Linked DNA regions of Zea mays: all the other regions are linked to region 4. The links are chromatin contacts, called in public Hi-C maps. All regions are on one chromosome and are shown on one strand. Each heading gives the region's core, a stretch centred on a gene start, on an enhancer-like site or on the middle of the called end of the contact. The rest is flanking DNA. Distances are from core to core; before and after follow the strand shown. Region 1 holds the start of LOC103653394. Region 2 holds the start of LOC100276431. Region 3 holds the start of LOC100383137. Region 4 holds the start of LOC100216882 (NADPH--cytochrome P450 reductase).

Region 1 (3,071 bases), core at 78-2,577, 450 kb after region 4:
CCAACATTGTCTTAATTTAGAATTTTTTATATAAAAATATAGGACAACATCTCAAGTGTCCCAGATTTGAGGAACCCATAGGCACTGCCCCATGTGGAGGTGCAACTAGAACTGGACGAAATACTCGTGGCTCGATAACTCGCTCCACTCGGTTCGTTTTAATTTTGTAGCGAGCCAAGATAGCATTCCAGCTCGGTTGTCTAATGAGCCAGCTCGGGTTAGCTCATGAGCTAGCTCGCAGAGCCAAATGAGCCAAGCCATAACACAAGTTTGTCTAGTTGTTGGTGTTATCTCATCTCTCATAGTCTTGCCTTCTCGTAGTTATGATCTGTGATATAGACATGTGTGGATGTGCCATGTGCTCAAATATTTGCATTATTGCATGACTACATACCTATATTGCATATTTAATATTTGATTATTGGTTATGATTTTGTGAACTTTGTTTTCTAGCAGCATATGATGTTAGTATTGTGCAATGAAATGTTACATATTTGTGGAATAGATGATGAACTGCTTTATAATGATACTTGTTGCTACTTTATTATAATAAAAGAGTTTGTAAATATGTACGTTAATACATATTTGGTTATTCAATTTAATATTGAAAGTTAGAAGCTATGACGACACTATGTTAATAATATTATAAAGGTTTTGGGTTTATAGTGTTAAACATCTAAATATGATTTTTCGGTTACATATATTTATATACATATATCTTTGTATTTAGTTGTATGGCTCGCGAGTCTAACAAGCTGGCTCAAGCTCCCTAACGAGCCGAGCTAAATATTTAGCTCGTTAGTATAACGAGCTGAGCTGGCTCGTTATAGTAACGAACTATAACGAGCAAAACTATTATAAGCTGAACTGGCTCGATATTCACCCTAGACGCAACAGATTGAAGTTTCACATGATCGTTTTTTCTTTCCTCTACCTCTTCCCGCGTCTCATTGCCGCCCTGCCCCGTCTCCCTGCATCCGCCGGTCTGTGCCTTCTCCCTGCCCTCGCCATTTGCAGGGTCGGACCGACGCCTTCTTCCTGCCCCCGCCGTTCTGAGCGTCGGTGTCAGCACAGCTGCTCCAGGCAAACATGAGGTACAGGCTTTCAGAGGCAGGAACCATGGACGAAGACGAGCAGCATTAGGAAAATGTCACGAGGCCACGTAGACGGAGGCGTGCGAGTGTTCCGGGTAATTGGGCCGGACTGAGCTTGCTGGGCTTTGTAAGCGCGTGCGTCGTAGGTTGGCCCGAGAGAGGAATATATGGTGCCAATGTGAATTAGGAAAGCTATCACACAAGAAGAACCTGAACTTTCAGGCGAACACCTCCTCTTTGTTCTTCTCCAATACATCTTGCTGTGTTCCATCTCTTCTGGTTTCCCGTATCTCGAGTGTTAACATTTGGTATCCGATTAAGTCATCCTAGATCCACTTGTTGATGTGCCATGGCGACCCCGATCTTCCACAATAGAGCATCAAGACGCCGCCATCCGCAAGCTGCTCGATGAAATGCGACTCATGGAGACGCTTGTCCGAGCGCATCAGCCCTGTGACGAGACGTCTCAAGAAGAGCCCTGTGACGAGACGTCTCAAGGGTCCCATCTTCGACGTGGAGCCCTGTTTCCACCGCCGCATCCTCAATTCGGATCCAATCTCTCCCTACGACTAGGTCGATCTGCTTTCGGTCGTCCGTGTCGCGGCCCCGAGCTCCCGGGATTTGCTTCCTCCACTGGGCATCCGTGCTGTGCCGAGCAGCTACGTCGCGAGCGGGCATCCACAGGAGGTGGTCGGCGTCGACGTCCGAGCCGACACGCTGCAGGATCTTCTCCTGCTTCGCCTCCAGCTCGGACAGCACGACAGAGAACTTGTCCAGCCCTCGCGACGAGTCGAGTCGGCTACTCGCGTCGAGTCGAGCGTTCCTAGGGCCTCCAGCACCGAGATGGACAGGGAGTTCAGCGCCGCCTTCGTCACAGCATCAGCCGCCTCCGGCACCAGCGCCCTCGAGGAAGCGCAGCTGCACCTCAACGACCTCTACACAATCGCCACCGAGGGGATTGACACGGCCATCGCGACGACGCGGAGGGAGAGCAAGCCCGTGTACATCAGCGTGAGCTGCAACCTGGTCGGCCTCTCCCACCCGACCTTCAGTCGAGAGCCGGTACCCCTATTCAAGAGCTTCGGCGGCCCGGTCGACATCGTCAAGAACGACCAGCCGTACGTCCTGTTCGACGACAGCAAGCGATGCGTCTGCAGGTCCATCGACGAGGACGACGAGGTTCCCAACACATTGCCCACCAGGTGTTTTAGGAATGGTTTCATATTCGTATAGAGCTTCTCGCCTCCATTCAATTGCAGCTGGGATGCCGTGCCGCATAGGCAACCTTGGCCACCACCACATATGCAAGTTGAGTTTGGATATAGCCATGATGATTTACGTACAATTCCATGGTCGTCTCTCAACATAGTAGTTCATGAGGTTGCTATTGGGGAGTATTGCATTTTTGTCCAAGAAACCTCCATGGCCACCTCCAGCTCATCAATATTTCAGATCTATGCATACTGAAACTGTGGGAAGTTGGAAACACGAGATGGTGACTACAGAGTGGAGTTTCCATATGCTCATTCAAGGAGAACGACAACAACAATGGGGCGGTACTGTTGAACTGGCTTGGCAGAGGGATAGCATAATGGTGCCCAAGTGGCTTGCTAATAGAGTGATGGCATTTCTAATAATATATAGTGAGGCCATTATAGTTCTTCTCTGTTGTGCAATCACTATGGCCCTTTTATTGCTAGAATTACTCAAACTCAAGGATAATTGGCAGTGTTCTGTTTGCTTGGAACCAACACATCTTGGTATCGCTAGTGGTTGCTTCCTAGAGGGATGTGTCATTGCCAATCTATGTGGTTGTGTGGTACTGACAGGATGTGGCCATATAGCCAGTGATATACATGTGCTAGTTCTGTTGATAGCTGATGAGCTAATTCAAGAGCAAAACCAGACGAATCGCAATGGAGGTGGAGGCAATACAAATGCCATAATGTCAATTCAACAAGATTCGGTTCAGTTTTG
Region 2 (3,508 bases), core at 204-2,703, 260 kb after region 4:
CGCCGACATTTATGGAACTTAAATTTAATTTGACATTTGCATCGCATTTGAGATTATTTTACTATTACTTTTCTTTATTATTATTAAGGTTTGGTATTTACTTACACTTAGTAATTGCTAATAAAATTTTGACCAACTTATAAAAGCAATGCTCAGCTTCAGCCTCTATTTTGTTGATTAGCCTTACACTTCACATGAACTCCCACCTTTGGTGAGTTCATGCACATTATTCCTCACGACTTGTTGAGCTATGAACGTATGTGAGCTCACTCTTGCTGTCTCACACCCCCACAGGAGAAGAACAGGTGGTTCAGGAGGAGCCACAAGGCGAGGAGTTCGATTCGATCTAGGTGTCGTCTCCCAGTTGACTTTCTGGCGCCAAGGATGGATTTTAGATCCTGTTATATTATCTTCTATTTTGTAAGACTTCCGCTATGTAATAAATACTCTGATTATTGTGACATTTATCTCTATACAATCTGTTATTATATATGTTGTCTTCTTTGGCGCATGTATGAGATGCACCCGACTTTGTTCCTTAAAACCGGGTGTGATAAAAAATGAGCTCGACTCAGCTCGTTCGAGGCTCGCGAGCCGCTTCGAGCCGAGCCACTTCGAGCTCGAGCCGGCTCGCGAGCCTCAAGCTTATTTTCCAGCCCTAGTTTAAAGTACAAAAGAATGTTTTGTACAACATATAGAGAAATACTTAGGTGTTTGTTTCGGCCGAAACGACATTCTGGGCCTCATTCAAGGTGGACTGAATTAACCCGGCTTAAAATTCGGTCCATCTGCTAGAGCAGTTCGTTTTAGCTAGGCGAGAAATAAACCCATCTTTTTTAATTCCCTTCATTCAATGGTTGTCCTTGAACGAGTCCAGATGAGCTGCCTTCTAGATTGGTTCTTGATCTAAAAATGGGCTGGTGACTAATAGTGCGTTTGGTTGCAATGACAGGACGAGACGGGATGAGACAATCCCTCAAATAATGTTGTTTAGTTCAAGGTCAAAGGTTGGGATTAGTATTGTCCCCAATTGTCTCTCAAATTGGAGGGACAAGAGAAAACGCCAGGGGACATCCCTGTCCTAACTATCGCGCAATCAAACACACCCTAAAATTTGTGACAATATATGTTTCACTTAATCTTGGCCTCGTTTGTATGTCGGCCTACCAAACGAAGAACAAACAATAAGACTACTTCGGCAGACTTTCTATTTCAGTCTCTATCTCACTTCATATTTTAAATTGTAATCTTATAAATATGGTTTCATGTTTTAAACTGTAATCTTGTAAATATAGTAATATACCGTGCAAAACAATACTTTACACAGCCTATCGCACCGGAGATGGCGTAATGACCACCGCCAATCCGCCATTGCATCTAGCCAAAGCTGTCACGTGCTTATGGCCCACACTATCAATGGGTAGTTGGGTCCAGCAGAAGCAGTCCCTCTCTCGAGATCAGATCTGTGTGTGTGACCATTCGTGCCACAGACATCGCGGCCCTACCTTACCGTTGCCGGCCTGCCCTTCCCAGCCCGGCAGTCCACACCGTCCCCGTCCTCCCACTCCCCACTCGCAACCATTTCAAATCGCTCTCTCGACCCAACTGTACTCGCCGTCGTCAATTCATCATCCATCCCCATCCCCCCATCGACTCCCAGATCTCTATCCCCCTCTCCCTGTCCTCACTCTCTCGAGCGCGTTGTGGCGGATGTCCTCGTCGGCGCGTTTCGATCTCCGGGTAAACCCTACCCCCAGCCGGCTAGCCCCAGATCCGCCGTCCTCCCTTGGCCGCCTCTAACTTCCTCCTTCCAATGCAGGCCTCGTCGCATCAGTTGCAGCCGCCGCCGTCGCACGCCAGCATGAGGTGAGCGCCAATTTCCCTCTTGGGTTCGAGTTCGAGGGGGTTTGATTCTGATGTCAGTGGTTTGCGGCGTGGCTGCTTGTGCAGCAGCGACGGGGGCGCGTTCGCAAACGCGGAGAACCTGGAGCACTGCGCCCGGTACCTGAACCAGACGCTCGTCACCTTCGGATTCCCGGCATCTCTCGACCTCTTCGCCACCGATCCGGTCCTTCCTCTTCCCTCTCTCCCCCGGCTCGCAGCTGCTTCACGTTTATGTATTCATTTCGGTCGCGGGGGTTTGTTTGCTTATGATTTTCGGGGTTTAAGGGATTTATTCATCTTGTCGCCATTCCTTAAAAAACAAATTTTCGAGGCCAATTCGTCGATCGTTCTGTTATACTCGTACCTGCTTAATTTTTCCCCTCTCTACCTCTCTATTTACATCTTCCATTGTCTTTATCTGGGTTGCCATTTGCGTTTTGTCCGTGTTTTTTTTCCAGCAATCATTTTGTTATTTATCCAGTAGGAATGCTACTGTTATTGTTACCTTGTCCCTTATCAGATCTTCTGATATGTTGTCACTTGTTATTTTTTTAATTACATTCTGAATTTTGTGTTCTGCGCGCACTGGTAGTGCAGGGCAACTTCTTTTGAAATTTGGGGATCAATATATGCGGAGGGCTTTAAGGTTCCTCCATGTGCTTTTTTTAAAACTTACCACACCTTTTTTGGGTTCTGTTATGCAGGTCTCGATTGCAAGAACTTGTAACTGCATCTATGCGCTGCTGCAGCAGCGACAGAGGGACATTGAGTTCAGGGAGTCTACAAATGACCAGCGGCAGCGGTGCGTGCCATTTCTTCCCTTTCTATTTCATGTTGCAATCCCGATGTTCTTAGCCAGTGTCAATTTGTTAACTGTGAATTTTCACCTGATCTGGAAGGTAGCACTGATTAGTGACACACTCTTAGACATGTAGCTGCATCACTAAACTTAGTACTGGTTGGTAGTGATAGATGCTGGTTATGCTTCTCACATGACATTATTGTTGCCATTCATGTTTATTTTTTCACCTAGGGCATGATGATGATAGTTGATTGAATCACAATCACCTATCTGTATTAATTAGCAATAAGAGTATAAGTTAGAGGCTCATGTTATGAAACCTGAAATATGCCTGGTCCAAAAGAATTGCATGTTGAAGAATCTTGCCAAACTTCAGTGTCATAACCTCATAGGGTATAGACTTGTAAGGAGGAAAGCCCTGAGAAATTGAGGTAATTTTTTGTTGTCCACTCAGCTAAAGTGCTAAGTAATAATACATTTGATTAAATTATCCATTGCAGGTTCATCATATTTTGTACCCGATGTTCTTTTTCTTTTCCTACTGAGCCAACCCACTATTCTATCTCAGACATAGTGAAATGCGGCTTAACTATATTAATAATTTTGAGTTAATATAACATTATTGTTATTACTTTCTTTCAGTGTTTGTTGCTGGTTGAGTCTTGATTTTGCTTGCCTGTGAAGTTTAACTTTCAGAGTGCAATTCTTTGGCTCTACCTTTCGATCAAAAGTAGACCAGACAATTATGGAATACTGTTTTCCTTGACATCACGCAATCACTTTGTGCCATGAGCCAACCCTGTCACCACCAACAGGTAACAT
Region 3 (3,411 bases), core at 128-2,627, 330 kb after region 4:
GGGACGATGTCGCCCAGCTTGACGCTGATGATGTCCCCCGGGGCCAGCACCGCCGCGTCCTGCTCGCTCCAGCGCCCGTCGCGCAGCACCTTGGCCTTGGGCGCCAGGTTGGCCATCAGCGCCTCTGCCGCGCTCCCGGCGTTGCTCTCCTCCCAGTAGGAGATGGACGAGTTGAGGAGCAGCAGGAACACGATCCCCACGAAGTCCTGCCAGTCCGGCGGCTTGCCGCCCCCGTTGGCGAGCGCGATCGCCATGATCGCCGCCGCCTCCATGACCCACGACAGCGGGTTCCACATGAACCCCAGGAACTTTAGGAACTTGCTCTCCTGCATTGCATTGCGTTGCGTGCGCGCGCCAAGAAAAGGTCAAGCGCATGGTCCGCCATTGTTACATAATACATACACATACACATGAGCAGAAATTAAAAGAATGGTGGAGCAACCACCTTCTTCTCCTCGAGCTTGTTGGGCCCAAAGACGGCGAGGCGCGCCTCCGCCTCCTCCGAGGACAGGCCCAGCTTGCTGCATTTGAGACTCTGGAAGACCTCCTCCACGGGGATGTTCTCCTGCCATGCGTAGCAAACACAGAGTACGAGACAGCATGAAAAACTAAAAAAATATATCCAAGTCCCTGGAACAGCGACGTCTGTCTAGAAAAATTATTATTACGGATTAGCAGCGGATCGGAGCAGCATCAGCAGTGATTAATGCGACCAGCCCCAAAAAGTGCGGTGGTTGGAGATCACAGGGAGAGGCAAAAAAGCGAGAGAAAAAAAAATACGCAAACCGCAAGCTTGTAACCCGTGAATCAAGCAACGGTACACAAAACAAAGCAGCGTCTGAGGCAACTTTATCACATGAGTGAAAGATGATCACTAATCAACGGTTTACACTCGTATCAGCGGCGCTGAGCTGGGTGAAGACTGGAGGCCAGGTATATGTTCTTTCCCCTCCAAAAAACGAAGCAAAAAAAACACACACACACACACACAAATACAGATCATTAGCAAGGGATCATAAGTGAGACGTACTTGTTCGTAGAATTTTATTCTTTCCGAGAAAAAAAGAAAAGCGGTTTTTGGTTATTAACAATGCTCGTCATCTAATTATCCACGGAAAGAGCACGTAGATTTTGTAAAATTAACAGAGTAAACGGACAAAGTATATATCTTAGCTAGCTTTGAGGCAGAGGTAGTAGAGTGGAGGTTGGGACGAGAAGAAGACATGGCAATAATACTGCAAATTAGAGAGCTTGAAGAAGCATGTGTGTTGCTCGTACCAGATCGATTGCCTCATTCTTGATCTCCTCGAGGCCCGCCATACCGGCCGTTGGCAGCCGCGGCCGACGCAGCTGCCGCCGGAAGGAGAGGGACGAAACGGAAGGGAGCAGCTCCGGCGCGGCCCGGTGAGATGTGGTAGTAGGAACTTAAGCGAGGCCCGACCCAGGCAGGCAGGCAGCTTTTTATATGTCGGGGCGCGGTGGGGCCAAGCCTCAACGACATCCTATATTTTTGTTTCCTTTTGTTATTTATATATTGGAATTATATTTGTTAACAAATCGCGGCGATAACCACCGTACGTGCATATCACGTATATTTGTTACACTAACGGAGCCGAGAAACTAGGAGGTTGTGGCGCGAGTCTCGCCGACACCGGCGAACCCAACTTAAAGAGTGTTTGAATGTATTAGAACTAATACTTAGGCCCTGTTTGGAAGAGCTTCACTTCAAGAATTTCAATTTTGTTCGAACTTCTTCAACCCAAACAGGTCCAGCTCCACGAGCTTTAGTTTTTAAAAAAAATCGAAACTAGAGGCCCGTTTCATGAAATTGATGAAGCTCCTTAGAGGGTGTTTCAAAAACACTGTTTTTATATCTCCTCATGAAGCTGTACGAAAATTACCCACCATGCCACTGGTTACGCAACATACAACTTCCGTTCTCTCTGGTGACAACACACTAATCATCAAGGATAATTAAGGAAATCCGCACAAATCAATTGTACTATATAAATTGGAGTCCATATACAAACCAAACGCTCCTAGAACTCACATTAATAATTTGATGGAGTTGTTTTATAGTAAAACTGGAAAACCAAAGCTAAAACTTTTGAAGCAAAGCTCTCTCAAACAGGCCCTTAGTTAGCTAAAAATTGTTAGTAGAATTAGCTAGCTAACAAATAACTATATAACTATTAACTAATTTACCAAAAATAGCTAATAGCTGAACTATTAGCTAATTTTAGCTATTAACTATTAGTTTTAGTTGATTCAAACACTAAAAGTTTAAAGTCCTTCCTATTTTTTCTTGCATGTATTAGGTAAAATGTAGAAGGAGGAACACGCACGCTCACTCGACTCATCGGATGGGCAAAAGACGTGGGCACGCAACATGAGCGTAAATGGTCCGCTAAATTCGGAGTCTAAAGTTTTACACGTCGGTGGCTTCCTTTGCAGTTTTATTTTACCGCTTATTCCAAAATCTTTATTTGATAAGTTTATTCCGGAAACCTTATCAGGTGTAAATCGGATCAACTGGTCTTTATCTGGTACGATCCTTATCTAATATGGATTTGTGCATCTCTACCGGTTACTATTTTTATAGAACTGAATGTGGTATTCTCCTATAAATACCTACCTACGGGCGCTACCATCAAAAACACCAGCAACCAATGCATCTAACCTCGTCTCTTCCTACCTACTACGCTGTCGTGTACGCTACTTCATCCCTATCATTGGAACGTCGACGTCGTCTGCTCTATGCTCTCGTCAGCAAGAAACATACAACTATCTCCTTCTCTTCATGTTTTTCATACTGTTCTATCCAATATCTTTAGACATGGTTCTACTAGATCAAGTGTTGGGACTTGCTCTCCTGGGCAAGTAGATCCAACGAGAAAATGGAGAGAGTGTTTGCAAAGTTCAACGGGGAATGACAATAGCTCTGTTAATCTGCCCTCTCACGGGCACTGTACGAGGGTATTTATAGGTACTCGAGCGGCCACCCGTCCCTTGCCAAAGACGTTCCTGCCCTTGAGTACCCGGTTTATCCCCAGAATATTCCCACAAGTGGAGGTTACAGACTGTCATTACGGAAAAGGCTATTACAGACGCGGCCTGTAATACACTTATCCGCGTGGGGCCGTCACAGTGGGCCGAATCCCACCTGGGCCTCCCGACCGCGGTAAGGGCGCGGGACTAGTATACTTCGACAGATCCTTCGTCTTGCCATGGAGAGGACGAAGGGGGACCGCGCCGGTCTTCATCCGATCGGCGCCTCCGGCTTGCTCGGGCGCGTTTTGTGGATGTGGTCTTCGTTAGTGCGGCGGGACGACGAAGGCATCAGCGAAGGGTAGCGTGTTCGCCTTCTCCCCAACATCAAGTTTTAATCTTAATTGGCATGATGCACATATT
Region 4 (3,453 bases), core at 428-2,927:
ACCAAGTTTTACTAATTGTATCCACATTTTGCTCCAAATTCAGTAAGAAGACAAAGGGCGAAACAGAGAGAATAATGCCTCACGTTGCCACGAAGAACAACGCTAGCTTCTCCTTCTTCAACTTCTCATATTCCTCGTCCTCTGCTGCATAATCATCCTACAAAATACCATAGCCCGTGTCACGTGAGTAAGATCATCTGAAGTCACCCTTCTCCCAGATTGATCATACCACACATTAGCTGTCGGTTTCTTACCAAGTCCACGACTTTGAAGCTTGCCTTGTCATATCTGGACTTCGCCTCCTCAGCAAGGGCCTGTTATGTATATGGCAGATCAGAATATTTAGAAGACTACCCTAAGAAAGGATTTAATATACTGAAGACTATATGAAGGGTGATTGATTCGAGCTAGAAAAGACAATTGCCTTTTCCCACCCAATCTCCCAAAGCAGTCGCTTTTTCTCCTCTGTTCGCTGCTTTCACGCAGAAAACCACACAATGATCAATGATGTATCGATTGGGCCCAGAGAGAAGGTAGGACTAAGAAGGTTTGTTTAGCCCACCAACCCCTCCTCGAGGTTTGACATTGACACCCATATTATTCCTAGCCAGGTGCTTGCGGTTGCCCTTTTTTTTGGTCAACATTTTGCTACCGCACATGTCGTTGGCTTGTAATGCTAGTAGAAGTTTGTAAAAAAAGCTTTGGATGGTCAAGAAACATGCGGTTTGACTTTCTCAAGCTCATAGTCACAGGTGCGATGGTTGGACTAGAATACTTGTTATTCCTTTTTGGAGTAGTTAATAGCTATGATAAAATCCAAGTTCCGCTCACAAGTGCTTCAAATCTCGCGGTAACTTTCATATACCCTCTGCAGTGGAATTTCCTGCCGTTATGAAAGCAACCCGTAAGGCCGGCATGATAGTGATGGAGAAAATTTTAAAAATCCCTCTGCATCACCCACCAAGAACTAGTTCCCTTCATTCATTAACAAAAAACCCCCCTTTCCCTCGGGATTATTAAAAATGAGAATTGCTGACATTAACAAGAGTAGCAATTCACCACCTAGAAGTCGTCAAACACGAGGAGAAACTATACAGGAGACATAAGAGATGACGATTGATCTGGTTTATGGCAGGCAACGCGCGCATGACGCACCTTGGCAAACCCCTCGGAGGTGCCGGTCTGCGTGCCGAAGAAGACGGTGACCTTTTTCCTGCCGTCGTCGGCCGGCTTCTCCTCCTCGGCGGCCTTACCGCCTCTCGCCTTGGCCTGCGTGGCCTCCGCGGCCGCGACGGCGGCCTCCCGCTTCCGCTTCTTCCCGGCGGCGGCGCGCCTCCAGAGCACGAAGAGCGCGGCGCCGAGCACCGCGGCGGCGAGCGTGGCGACGAGCGCCCGGCCCTCGGCGCCGTCCCCGCCCAGCTCGGGCGGCACCCGGCCGCGCAGCAGCGCGGCCACCAGCTCCATCGCCCCCGACGTCGCCGAGTCCATCGTTTACGTCACTCGGCGTCGGCGACCGAGGGGTTGGTTTGGTTTGGTGGCGGGCGGTGGTGGTAGGTGAGGCGTTGGGCGACGGCACGGGAAGGCCCGAAGGAAGAAGGCCAGGGCAATGAATGAATGAATGCTGGACGCGGCAACGGCAAATGGGCACTGTCCTGTACCACGTAATTACAACAGCTGATGCAACGCTGCTGCCGGCGAGGCGTGGGAGGTGCGGGGGCTTAAATAGGTGGCCGGGCGGTGGCCGGCGGGGTTGGCCCGGCACGGTCAAACCACCTACCCACTGCGCCGTAGAGCCAGAGGAGGCTTCGCTGCAACTGGGAGGCGGGGCGGGCGGGGGTTCTGCTGCGTGGACCCGGCGCAGTGGTGTGGCCGTGTGGGGGACTGGGGGTGAGGGTCCCGGTCCGTGGGGCCGTGGGGGTAGGTTTGGGAGACTGAGGAGAAGCGTGGCCGCTCGGTGGCGTCGCGTTGGTGCGGGAAGTGGGCCCGCGTGTCTGGAATCTGGAACTGGAATGCAAGCATGTGTTTCGTGTTGCGACGTGGTCAGCGTGAGCCGACGGTAACGGCGTTACGCGGACAGGCGTGCCAGAAGCGCAGCGATGATGTCGAAATCGCAAATACTTTGCGGCAGAAAAAAAGGGCACTACTCTCTTGTAAAAAATACTGCAGCTTTTGTTGAACCAAGTAATTTTAAATTCAATTAAAACTAAAGAAATTACAAAAATACATTGCGGTCATAGTTAAATTAATTATAAATTATACCTTTATATTAAATATTTTTGAGACATAATGTTGGTGTATTTTATATAAATCTAGTCAAGTTGAAGAGAAAAATGATTTGCTTTGCATCTAGAATTGCTCTATTTTGTGATAGAGCATTCGGTTCATCATTTCTAGTGCTACTGGACAACTACATTCATGTTTGAGTATTTTAAAAGGATAAGAAATAGTATCCTTTTGTCTAGTGGTGGATTTCATAAAAAAATATACTTTCTCTGTCTCACACTAAAATTTGTTTTAGTCTTCTAATGGGTTCTTACAAGAATTGGTGTATGTGTTTTGAATATATGTCTAGATTCATCATCGTTCATTTTAATATAGACATAAAAACCGAGAACTAAATCAAATACTAATTTGGGACGAAGAAAGTATAAAATAGGCTGCTACAACAACATGAGTCCACTAGACCTCCACATAGAACAAATATAGCAATGAGTAGTCTTCTATCAAACATCGATGAACGGTTAAAAATGTAAAATACATCATAAACAATGAAGGACGTAGTTTCTCCCTATTTCATACCGAAATGCAAAATAACATAAAGCAACTCTAAGAGATTAGCTAAATTTACCGATTTAGCTGCATTTTAAAATAGATTTCACAGAAAAGGTACACTAATCCAACAGACTATTTAATTCAAAACCATGTATGACGAGTTAAGAAGGCTATCCAAAAATATAGAGCGAATATGTTGAGATAGAGAGCTACTAAATTCGAAGAGTCATTTAAAAATCTTCTAATAATAGCCAAATTTAGCTTTACAAAATGATCTAGCTAGCCTATTGAGGTAGCTCATAGACGACACATGATGATGACATCTATTGTTGATCCCAAGAAAGAATCTAAGTAAATAGACATAATTAATTAGTCAAACAAATATGGACTTTAGATTTAAAATTTAGAAGAGAATAGCATGCACCACTATTTTTAGGCAATAACACACGGTGTTCTTCATATCTTGAACCATTTTTTATTTTTTATTATCGATGTTTCTAAATAGCTCTTTCTCATTGTAACGTATCATCAAGTTATTGATCCATTCACCACTAATTTTACTATCATCTCAACAAAAGTTGTTGTCACAGGAAGTATCAATGTTAGCTCAATAAGACAATAAATTGACAATAAGATATGTCCATATTAGTCTTAACAATAATTTCAACAACTTTTACAAGT

The links. A called contact is a pair of places that touch in the nucleus more often than the background predicts.
Region 1: a Hi-C map of tassel shows a contact between it and region 4, with 4 times the contacts expected there. The contact joins the promoter of LOC103653394 here to the promoter of LOC100216882 in region 4. A contact is called at or near these places in 2 of 25 Hi-C or Micro-C datasets (ear and tassel).
Region 2: a contact with region 4 is called in a Hi-C map of leaf, with 8 times the contacts expected there. The contact joins the promoter of LOC100276431 here to the promoter of LOC100216882 in region 4. A contact is called at or near these places in 7 of 25 Hi-C or Micro-C datasets (bundle sheath, ear, endosperm and 2 more) and 2 of 3 datasets of contacts at active chromatin or transcription factors (leaf and seedling).
Region 3: a contact with region 4 is called in a Hi-C map of tassel, with 1.8 times the contacts expected there. The contact joins the promoter of LOC100383137 here to the promoter of LOC100216882 in region 4. A contact is called at or near these places in 2 of 25 Hi-C or Micro-C datasets (ear and tassel).

Annotation. Positions count from the first base shown.
Region 1 is chr4:73,995,549-73,998,619 of Zm-B73-REFERENCE-NAM-5.0, reverse strand. LOC103653394 reads left to right here and starts at 1,327. Exons shown (of 1, transcript XM_008680310.3): 1 at 1,327-3,071. The coding sequence starts at 2,470.
Region 2 is chr4:74,182,336-74,185,843 of Zm-B73-REFERENCE-NAM-5.0, reverse strand. LOC100276431 reads left to right here and starts at 1,453. Exons shown (of 15, transcript NM_001312878.1): 1 at 1,453-1,740; 2 at 1,820-1,866; 3 at 1,954-2,068; 4 at 2,589-2,686. The coding sequence starts at 1,711.
Region 3 is chr4:74,112,316-74,115,726 of Zm-B73-REFERENCE-NAM-5.0, reverse strand. It overlaps LOC100383137, which reads right to left and starts at 1,377. Exons shown (of 11, transcript NM_001175803.1): 1 at 1,279-1,377; 2 at 446-565; 3 at 1-326. The coding sequence starts at 1,320.
Region 4 is chr4:74,442,391-74,445,843 of Zm-B73-REFERENCE-NAM-5.0, reverse strand. LOC100216882 (NADPH--cytochrome P450 reductase) reads right to left here and starts at 1,677. Exons shown (of 17, transcript NM_001359515.1): 1 at 1,156-1,677; 2 at 255-314; 3 at 84-157. The coding sequence starts at 1,488.